2 separate regions of the Triticum aestivum genome follow, and region 2 is linked to region 1. Evidence: chromatin contacts called from public Hi-C data. All regions are on one chromosome and are shown on one strand. The core of a region is the stretch at or near the end of the contact, and the rest is flanking DNA. Distances in the headings are between cores, read along the strand shown.

Region 1 (4,619 bases), core at 770-3,269:
TACGGATAGACTGTGTGTCGTGACTCACGCCGCACATGACGAGACTTAATTCGAAATTACTGCAAGTCCAGGAATCAAAATCTAGATATGCATTTTGATGGGGAATGAAATTCTAGAAAGAAGGCATGGACATCATGTGTGAATGAAAATCTAGAATGATGGCGGTTATCAAACTGACGCCTCCAAATATCCGCAAATACTAGTACGTTTGAACGTGTATGGGTACCACGCCATCCAACCATGTTTCGTAAATACCCATCCATTTCAAACAGTTTAAACATAAATTAAGAATAAAATTAAACTAGTTTAATATTCAGTTTTGCTAAAGCACATCTAGATGTGCCATAAATATTGCACATTTAAATCCTATGTCATTGATCTTACGTTGAGATTCGTGTGGATTTTTTTTCTTTTTTTCTTTTATGCTTGATTCACTCATTTAGATGTGCAATAACTATAGCACATCTAGATATGCCCTACACACATCATTTAATATTACGTCCAAATAGGTGAGAAGTTGTGCTCAAGCGAAGCTTTCGCTTTTATAATATTGCTTCTGCTATAAATCCAAGAAAACGACATCAGACCAACACCTACTGCTTAATGACAGATTTGGGAGAGTTACACCTACTGCTATAAAATCGAAGAAAACACTGACATTTTGCAAAAGGTACACAGTTTCAAACTGCGATTCAGATTTGGGAGAGTGTGGTTTTAGGTGACAGAGACTTCCAAAATTTCAGACATTTGAGAATTGAAAAATATGATGGGAAATGACTTTGCCCTAGTTAAAGTTACTTCTGCTTGTCCCCGCAAAAAAATAAAATTAACTTCTGCTTGAAAGGAACGCTGCCGTGAGGGAGACAGTTCCGAAAAGAAAAGAAAAGACCAAGATTTTGGTGGTGGTAGAACTGAAGAGATGATCGAGCTTGTTACTAACCATTGCGACCATGGGCGCAGCATACATTGCGATGGTGAGAGCGGAGCAGAGAACCCCCACCGCGAACAGCCGGACGGCGCCGTGCAGCGCCACCAGCCCCACCACGACGACCGCGGCAAAGAAGCAGATGTTCACTCCCACCACCACCTTCGCCATCTTCACCTGCAAATTAGTTATCCACAGTTCAGATCCGCCCGGGTTCCATCTGGCCATGTTGAGAAGGTCACAGCAGCGCTGCTAGCTGAAAACGGGTTTGTGAAGGGCGCAGAGGGATGGACGCACCTTGGTGTCCCTGGGGGCATAGGCCAGGTAGAGGGCGACGTAGGTGGCCTGCAGAGCGGCGCCGGCGGCGTTGACGGTGATGATGAGGAGGCCGCCGGGCTTGAGGAGGCCATAGAAGGCCCAGAGGGAGGTGCAGAGGAGGGTGGTGACGTAGGGCAGCCACCGGAACTCCTCCGTGCTCTTGTTCCGCACGACCCTCCGGAAAGTCGCACTGAATCATGCAAGCAAAACACATACAGCATCAGCATCAGCTTCTGGATCGCGCAAGAATTGGTAAACCGCGAGCGCTTATACATATAGTCGGAATTGCTGGCTGAACTCACATTGGAGATGTGAAGACGAGTATGGAGATTATGTTCCCTGTTGCGGAAAAGAAAGAGAGTGATGCTGAGAGCAGTGGGCATTTAAGCAAGAGGATGTATGCATGAAGAAGCTTGGATCGGCCATTGAATTTAAGCAGGAGAAAGAGAACTGACCAACGATTCCGACGAAGAAGCTTGGATCGGCCATTGGTGTAAGAGCCGGGAGGTACAAATTGATGGCAAGCTAGCTACGTCTCTCACATAGACATAGATGACCATATATATATATAGATAGATAGAGCACTGGTGGACAGCCTCAAGTGTTTGGTTGTACTACTAGGATCTTGTCCCATAAGCACGCATTCCTCAGATTTCACAGTGCCGGATCTGCAGAGGGGCCACACATAGACTGACATAGGCCGGCCGGCCGGTCGGTAGACAGACGTGGCGTGCTACGGAGCGGTGAAATCCATCCGGGGCACTTTCTTGACCTCAAGATTTCTCCTATTAGTTTCCTGGCCACAAGGCCTGGCTTTTTGTTCTCTCTCTCTCAAAAAAAAGGCCTGGCTTTTTGTTGGCCGTAGGTAAGCAGCCGGTAGTGCAGATAACCATTTCCGACGTAGCTGGTTCGTTAATTGAGCGCTGTGGATATCCGATTCCGCCTTGTCGGCCGCAAGAAGTGGACTGGATCACTACCAAGGTGCCATCAGCCTTTGCACGCTCGGGCTCTCACTTGCTAGTAGGAGCTTTAGCTAGTGAGGGTTGGCTTGGCAGGATCCAGAATTCCAGACGCCACTCAAAGACTAGAGGCCGAAAGGCGAGGGAATGTGACGTCGACCATGGGAAGGGACACAGATCGGAGGTCGACCACACGTTCTAGAGAGTGGACACGTTGCGGCCATGGAGGCGTAAGTGGGAGCAAGTACCGTACGCGCGATGGCTACACGCCGGCCGATAAAGAATCTTAGATATTCCGGCGTGGCCATCACCGAGTCCCTGTCCGGTGTGGCCATCTCATCTCGTTCGTAGATGGAAGTACTAGATCGAGAGGAGAGAAAGACGAGAGGTGACGGCGTCGTCGTCGTCGTCGTCGTCGGTTGGTGAAGTAAGTAAAGCAGTAGAAACGTATCGCCTGGGACGGACTGGACTGTTAGCGGAGCAGATCGGAGAGCAGCTAGTTAGATGTAACAGTTGGCCGAGGAATTCGTTTGCTTTTGTCTTTGTGGGGTACACGCCCGGAATGAGATGCTACACGCACTGGGAGGCCTATGCTTTGCTTTGGGACCAAAGCATGCAACTTGCATCAAGCATCGGATGTTGTTATGAACACGGCCTGGTCGACATGACCGGTTAATGTAATGGGAGCAAGGACACGTGTCTCACCCAGTCATCAAACGTTACTCCTTCCTCATCCTGTCGTTGAAATTGAAACGGAGGACGCTTCCCATTTTCTGATATTAACCGATCAAAGGAGCAGTATAGTACAGTAGTAACACCAAAGTCAGGTGAGCTTAACTGCATGGACGCTCCGTTTCAAACGAATAACATGGATTATGTGTGTCTGTCGACATGGTGTCGCTTTACCGGGGCAGTCAGGTGATCTGGGCCTTCACAAAACGAATTGACGTGGAAGTGGGCGGGCATGCGTGTTATGGAAGAAAATCATATGCGACCCGGTCGTACGCTCCGCACAGAACGACCCATTTCATCGAGCACCACGTGGATCCCTGAATCTCAAAGCAACCACTCCCATCTTCATTCCTGTCTTCTTTCCCAATGGGCCATCTTCCTATGCTGCAGCGCCACGATACCGCATACACTAGTCGTTGCCGGTGTCAGCCGGAGGCTCCGGGAAGCTCGCCGGCGACCTTGGGGAATTGGTGCTCACCTGTTTCGTGCTGCCTTCTTGCACCTCCCTAACTCAATTTTCTAGGGGTATTCTTGCCCCCGCCATCTATTTTTTTCTCCGGCCCACTGCTGCCCATATCCAAGCCCCGTAGCCCATATCCAAGCCCCGTATAACCCGTATGACCCATACGTATGTATACGGTGACATCCCGAAAAAAAAAGGATGACACGACCCCACGACCAGGTAGGACATGCCGACGGCCGATCCATCAATCACGCAGCTCAATCAATCACGCAGCTCCATCATTCACGCAGCTCCATCATTCACGCAGCTCCTCCATCATTCTGGTGAGGTTCTTTAGAATATCGGCGGCGGCGATCTTATCGCCGACGATCTCGTCCGAGAGCGCGCGCGGCACCGTCGTCAACCTCCAGCGCTCGCAGGTACCGCATCTCGTTTCCCCACGTTTGTCTCGCTCGCGGCAACATCAAACGAACTGCCGCTGTTTTTGTCGTAGTGGTTAACCTAGCGGGGCGGGTAACCTAGCTTTCTGGCGGTCCAGGCCATCGCAAATCTTGTTTTGGTAGTGCTGCTCGTCGTGATATACACAGTGATCACGCGGGCTAAAGTGGGTTTCTTCTTTCTAGGGTTAACCTAGTGTCGGTTGCTGTTCGTTGTGTGCACGACGGCTCTGTTATTTGATGCGGCGGCTTAACTAGGTATCCGACGATCCAAAGTAATCACGACTGGTGTCGTGGGCTAGGAATCCGGCGGCGCATGTTATCACGGGTAGCGCAGCTTCTCGCGATCCAAAGTGATCACGTACTGGATTTGTGGGACGTACCTTAACGCCGCTCGGTGTGGACAGGGGAAGGATCCATGGGCGATCAGAGGTTGTTGGCGTCGGTTGTGTGCATGATCTGAACGCCCTCGGTTGGGGCGCTCTCCGGTTGGGGTAGTTTATTTAACATCCGTGATCGTGCGCTAGGTGTTGTATATGTCAGCATTGATAATGTTTGCACATGCGATGATACATATTAATTGTTGTAGGAAATGGCGGACGATGAGTTAACTGATATGATGTATGACATGGAGTTTGGAGAAGTGATGAAAGACTGGATAGAAGATTGGTCAGATGATGAAAATTCAGATCGCGGAGATAGGTCAGAGAATGGGAACGTATTGGAAGATCTTAATGTGAGTCGCATTATCATGTTGTAATTTTTTGGTGGCATCCGAAAATATT
Region 2 (4,874 bases), core at 1,219-3,718, 160 kb before region 1:
TTATTTTAAGACAGAAGGAGTACATTATTCAGATTGTACATGAACATCTGCCCAACTGAAGACCAACAAAATGTTCACGCCTTATGTATCATCTGCACTCACTCCTAATTAGTGTCCTTCCTTCTGTCCAAGATGCAAAATAGTATACTGCAAAGTCAAGACTTAACTCTGATTTGCCTTTGCAAAACGGCCCTTGATTCTCAACCTGCTGTCCGCACGAGCTTTGCGGGACTCATATCGCACCTGTTTGTCAAATCTGCAAAATGATACGGTTATGCACGTGATATCAACATTGAATGCACCCAATCCGACACTTAGGAAGAAATTTCACATGCAAAACATATGCTAAGCTCACCTCCTTGTCCTCCTCTTTTCTTTATAGCGGGAAATGACAATGTCGCGGTCAAGGCCAGCAACAACATCAAAGCCACTTCTTTTGGGGAAAGCTTGCATTGGCATGCCAATACCAGGATTTGCCTGCTGGCTATCGTCCATCATGCCACCATTGCTCATGCTGGGGCAAAGTTCTGACATCTGAACAAACAATGACAAGCATGCTTCAGCTGAGTTTGCTGGAGCCTGCTCCTGTTCATACTCGGTCTTGCAGTCATCTTTTAGGGCATGACAATCGTTGTTGTTCCATCCGCCGTTCTGCCAGACAGATGAACGGACATGTTAACCGACCACTCTATAATATGGTAATGGATCATCAAGTAAGCTAGGACTATGTGTGAAAGAAAATAAAAACCACTGGAGATTTTATATTGGTTTTCCCTTCGTCCGGGTTTATTAGGCCTAAAGACACTTTCTCTTATACCAAGACACATAGTAATTTGCTCATATTAATTCTTTCATTTCACTCTCAATGCACTCTCTCACGTGCATGCAGCCAATGAAAAAGCACGCTTGAAGTGTATTAATTTTCCAGCCATGGCACTAACAACAATGACTTTCAATGTAATCAATAAAATGGTTGCATGCATGCACCTTTTCAAAACGGGGCCTTATAAAAGGGGACATGCTTGTAATACAGAGAGGCCTAATAAACCCGGACGGAGGGAGTATCTTTTAGAACCCTTAGCTGTTATACCAGAGAATTAGACACAACACTGAAGAATATATGCATCATCAACATAGCTATGACTTAATAGAAAAGCTTGCTGATAATATCTTCGCCACATATGGTGCAGAATATCTCTACTCTTCTAATCTCTGCCGTTTGAGTAGATATGTCGCAAGTTGTCTAAATACAAGTTCAGTCAACACTCAACACCTGAGCCAAAATTCTTCTTGGTTGATGAGTAATTGCAGTGGGAGAAAAAAATGATCATCGTTAGATTCACAGTAGTACATCCGTCCAGCATGGGGAAATTAGTCAGATAGACTGCAGTACCTCATAACCAGGGGTTGGCATGGTTGCAACCTCATGGCTGTTATCTGTGCCGAAATCGCCATTTCCAGTGGTGTGCTGTGACTCTGTCCAGGAAGGCAACTGATGAGCAGCTTGCTCTGCCTCCTCACGAGGTGTTATCTGACCGCCGCCCATGTCCACCTCCGCGAGCTCACGTAACTGCCGTATGACCTCATCGTTCGTCTTTCCTTCGGGTGAGTTCTGGATCTTTTGCAGATGAGTTAGAGCTAGGTGTGAGAATTCAGAGCAAGAGCAGAAAACTGGGGAATTTTGGCAGAGAGCGAGCAGGTACCTTGGGCGAGGACGGCGTGACGAGGGGCTGGAAGCTATGGCAAGAAGTGGTGGGCACGATGAGATCCTCCAGGCTGAACACCTGGGGCTCCTCCCAGATGGCCCACCAACCGTCGTCGGCTTTGCCGGCCGAGGGCTTGTCCAAGTCGGGGACCCCGAGAAGAGCAGCGAGGTCGTGCGCCGAGGGTCGTCCCGTGTACCCCTGGACTGTACAGCGGTCGTGCAGCGGCAGCTCGCCGTCCCTGCTCCTCCCGAAGTCGCAGTTGGAGCAGAGGAATTCGGGGCCGCCGTGGCGGAAGACGGCCCCGGTGGCGCGGCATGCGGCGCAGAGCGGAGCGCGCAGGTGGCGGGAGCAGACCGCGTTGGCGGCGTGCACGTGGCGGTCGCACGGCAGGCAGAGCCTGGCGCTGTCGGCCCGGCAGTACACCACCGACTGTGGGCCGCTGCAGTAGTCGCAGGCTACCGCGTCGGCAGAGAGCTCCTTCTCCATGGCCGGCAGCTCTGGATCCTGGCGCTCGTCTTGACCCATGTCCATGTGATGGACTACCGGTGGAAAAGATGGACTGGTGGAAAAGAGCTTGGTAGGCGCTGCTCCCTACAAGGAGAAGGAGAAGGAGAAGAAGAAGAGAATGAGGAGGTGGAAGAGATAATGCGTGCATATACGGCTTGCTTGCTTGCTTGCGGAAAAAGAAGAAGAAGAAGGTGGGAGAAGAAGCACGAGAGGCGGAGTAAACCGCGAAAGGGATGGTTCGAAAGCGAGGAGGCTGCCTCTGCCTCGTCACTCACTCGCGTAGCTCGGTCCGATATTTCTGTCATGCCTGGATGACTGTGTGCTGTGAGGCCGGCGACGTGACGGGCTCCGCCGTGCGTGAGGCTGGCCGCGGGCCAGGTGTTGGAGCGGCAGTCTCGTCGCGTCGACGAGCCCGGGCACGGACAAAGGCGGCTTCTCCATGGTTCGATCGACTGCGGGAGTGGGGGTGGGAAAGGAAAGGAAAGGGTTGTCTCACGAGATCTTGCAGGTCGAGCCGACAGGAGATGCGGCCGTTGGCGGAAAGGGACCGCTTGGACGGGTCTCGAGCGGAGCATGACGCAACGGCTGAGGTAATGCCAAAGAGTATGGCATCGCTAGCCTAGCCTTGGCCTTGTGAAAGTGACTATCTGTTGTATCTCGCCTGCCCACCTCGCCCCCGCCGTCGGCCACTGCGGCCCTGGCGTCCACGCCTCCCGCCGGCGGCCACTGCGGCCCCGGCGTCCACGCGCCCTTGCAGGCGGCATTGAGGGCCTCGGATCTTCGCCTCTCGTCCTCCTTCCCCCCCTCTCTTCTCTGAGGCCTCGTCCATGGCGTCTGACGGATCGCGAAGCCCTTCCTCGGTCGCGTCGGCCTTCCCGCGCGACAGGCCGGTGGTGTCCGGTCTCGGCCTCTCTGGCTCGCCGGGGTCGGCAGGCTCCTCCCCTGTAGGCGCTGCGGTGGTTGGTCCGGGAGCCCCGGCTGCCCCGGCTCAGGAGGCTGGGTGGCACAAGCCTGGGCCTTCCCGTAAGGCGATGTGGCGTCGCCGGCGTGCGCTGCGGCGCCAGCAGGAGGCTGGCGTGCAGGATGGTCGGGCCTCCCCCATCTCGTCTGAGAGGCGTCAAATCCCGCCGGACCTCTGGGGTCTCTGTTTCAGATGTTTCGAGGATGGTCACCGACAGCAGGATTGCACGAGCGACCCCATGTGCATTCCTTGTGGGCTTTCTGGTCATGTTTCCTCCCAGTGCAAGAGGCCGCGCAGCCCCATCTCGGCAGACGAGCTTCATCGCGTGGTGATTCCCAAGGTCGCCAGGATAGGGTCGCTGCTGGCGTTGCTGCCCGGGGTGGGGGGTTTGCTGATGGAGCCTAGGCAGGACGCACCGCGGGTGCCGCCCTCGCCGGTTGCGCCCAGCTTCCCTCCCATCGTGCCCGCCTACGCGCCCGCTGCCCCGGCGGCGGAGGTATGCATCTTGCCGCGCTCGGAGGGGATGGATGATCTCGAGCGCATGCTGCAGTTGGTCGTGGTTGCATATGTTGGGGGACCAAGGCCGCTGGTCTCCTGTGTGGATGCGGCCATTGCCATCTCGGAGCGGCTCAACATTCCGCGTCATCGTTTCTCGGTTCACAAGTATCACCCGGAGGACTTCCTCATCGTGTTCGCTTCACACGAGCTCCGGAACAGGGCGCTGGCGGTTCTGTCGGTGGAGTTTCAGGGCTTCAAGCTTTTCATCGGGCCATGGCGCATGCCAAGTCTAGATTGATGCGTGTTTAGGTCGACCTGATGATTGAGGGTGTCCCTTCCCATGCTCCGACGAAAATCACCACGCTGATGGTGCTTAGATTCCAGGGATCGCATGGTCTTCGTTGACGGGAGGAGGGACACAGCACCCGCGCCAGGCGGCATGCCTCGCCGTGCCGCATGGTGGCCGAGGTGTGGCCGCCCCATGCTCTGTCGGCGCCAACTCATCATCTTCATTGACAGGAGGCATCTCTGGCGCCCTCATCCATCACCATCGCTCCCTTCCCTATGAGAGGGACGGATCATGTCGGTGTACAAAAGTAGGGGCTCTCATTTTTACCCCTCTATTTGTGCACGGGCAATCAGAGCCGTACCTGTGGCCACACTTAGCAAGGCAAAGGGGGGAAGCATAAGCACAAGAATACCAGAGTAGCGCTCCAGCCAGGGGCGCAGAAGACGGAGCAGCAAAATGGGTTTTTCCCCAGCAAGATCCTTGCCGGGGCGGCCTACGCAGCGCAAGCAAGAGCCTTGCCGGGGCAGCTCACCCAACGCCAACATCGCGACCAACCTTGGGACTAAGAGTACCGACACCATCGACAGCATTGGAACCAAGGCTGGGGAAGCACCTGCATAGTTGTCATGCAAATCTTTGTGGAAACCAGAAGCCCACAAGACTAGACGATGACCAGAAGACAAGACAATCGCAAGCCCCCTTGCCGAGGATGCCCCTGAGGCCCCGACAAGGCTCCTTGCTGAAAATATACACGGGACCACGACAAGACCTTGCTGCCCCATCACCGCCCCAGCTCAGCGGCCAACCCACCAACTGAGGCTAGTACCCACGTGACAGTACGTGGATGCTAATCCAGCTAGTCAAGCACCTGCGTGGTGGCATGCAGATCTTCATGAAGACCCTACCACCACCC

The links. A called contact is a pair of places that touch in the nucleus more often than the background predicts.
Region 2: a contact with region 1 is called in a Hi-C map of leaf, with 4 times the contacts expected there. The contact joins the promoter of LOC123085861 here to the promoter of LOC123085859 in region 1. A contact is called at or near these places in 3 of 5 Hi-C or Micro-C datasets (leaf and root).

The regions. Positions count from the first base shown.
Region 1 is chr4A:215,624,054-215,628,672 of IWGSC CS RefSeq v2.1, reverse strand. LOC123085859 (bidirectional sugar transporter SWEET16) reads right to left here and starts at 2,019. Exons shown (of 6, transcript XM_044507572.1): 1 at 1,699-2,019; 2 at 1,546-1,582; 3 at 1,223-1,433; 4 at 941-1,102. The coding sequence starts at 1,732.
Region 2 is chr4A:215,783,569-215,788,442 of IWGSC CS RefSeq v2.1, reverse strand. LOC123085861 (zinc finger protein CONSTANS-LIKE 13) reads right to left here and starts at 2,468. Exons shown (of 4, transcript XM_044507574.1): 1 at 1,704-2,468; 2 at 1,394-1,612; 3 at 356-651; 4 at 1-256. The coding sequence starts at 2,237. The coding sequence ends at 163.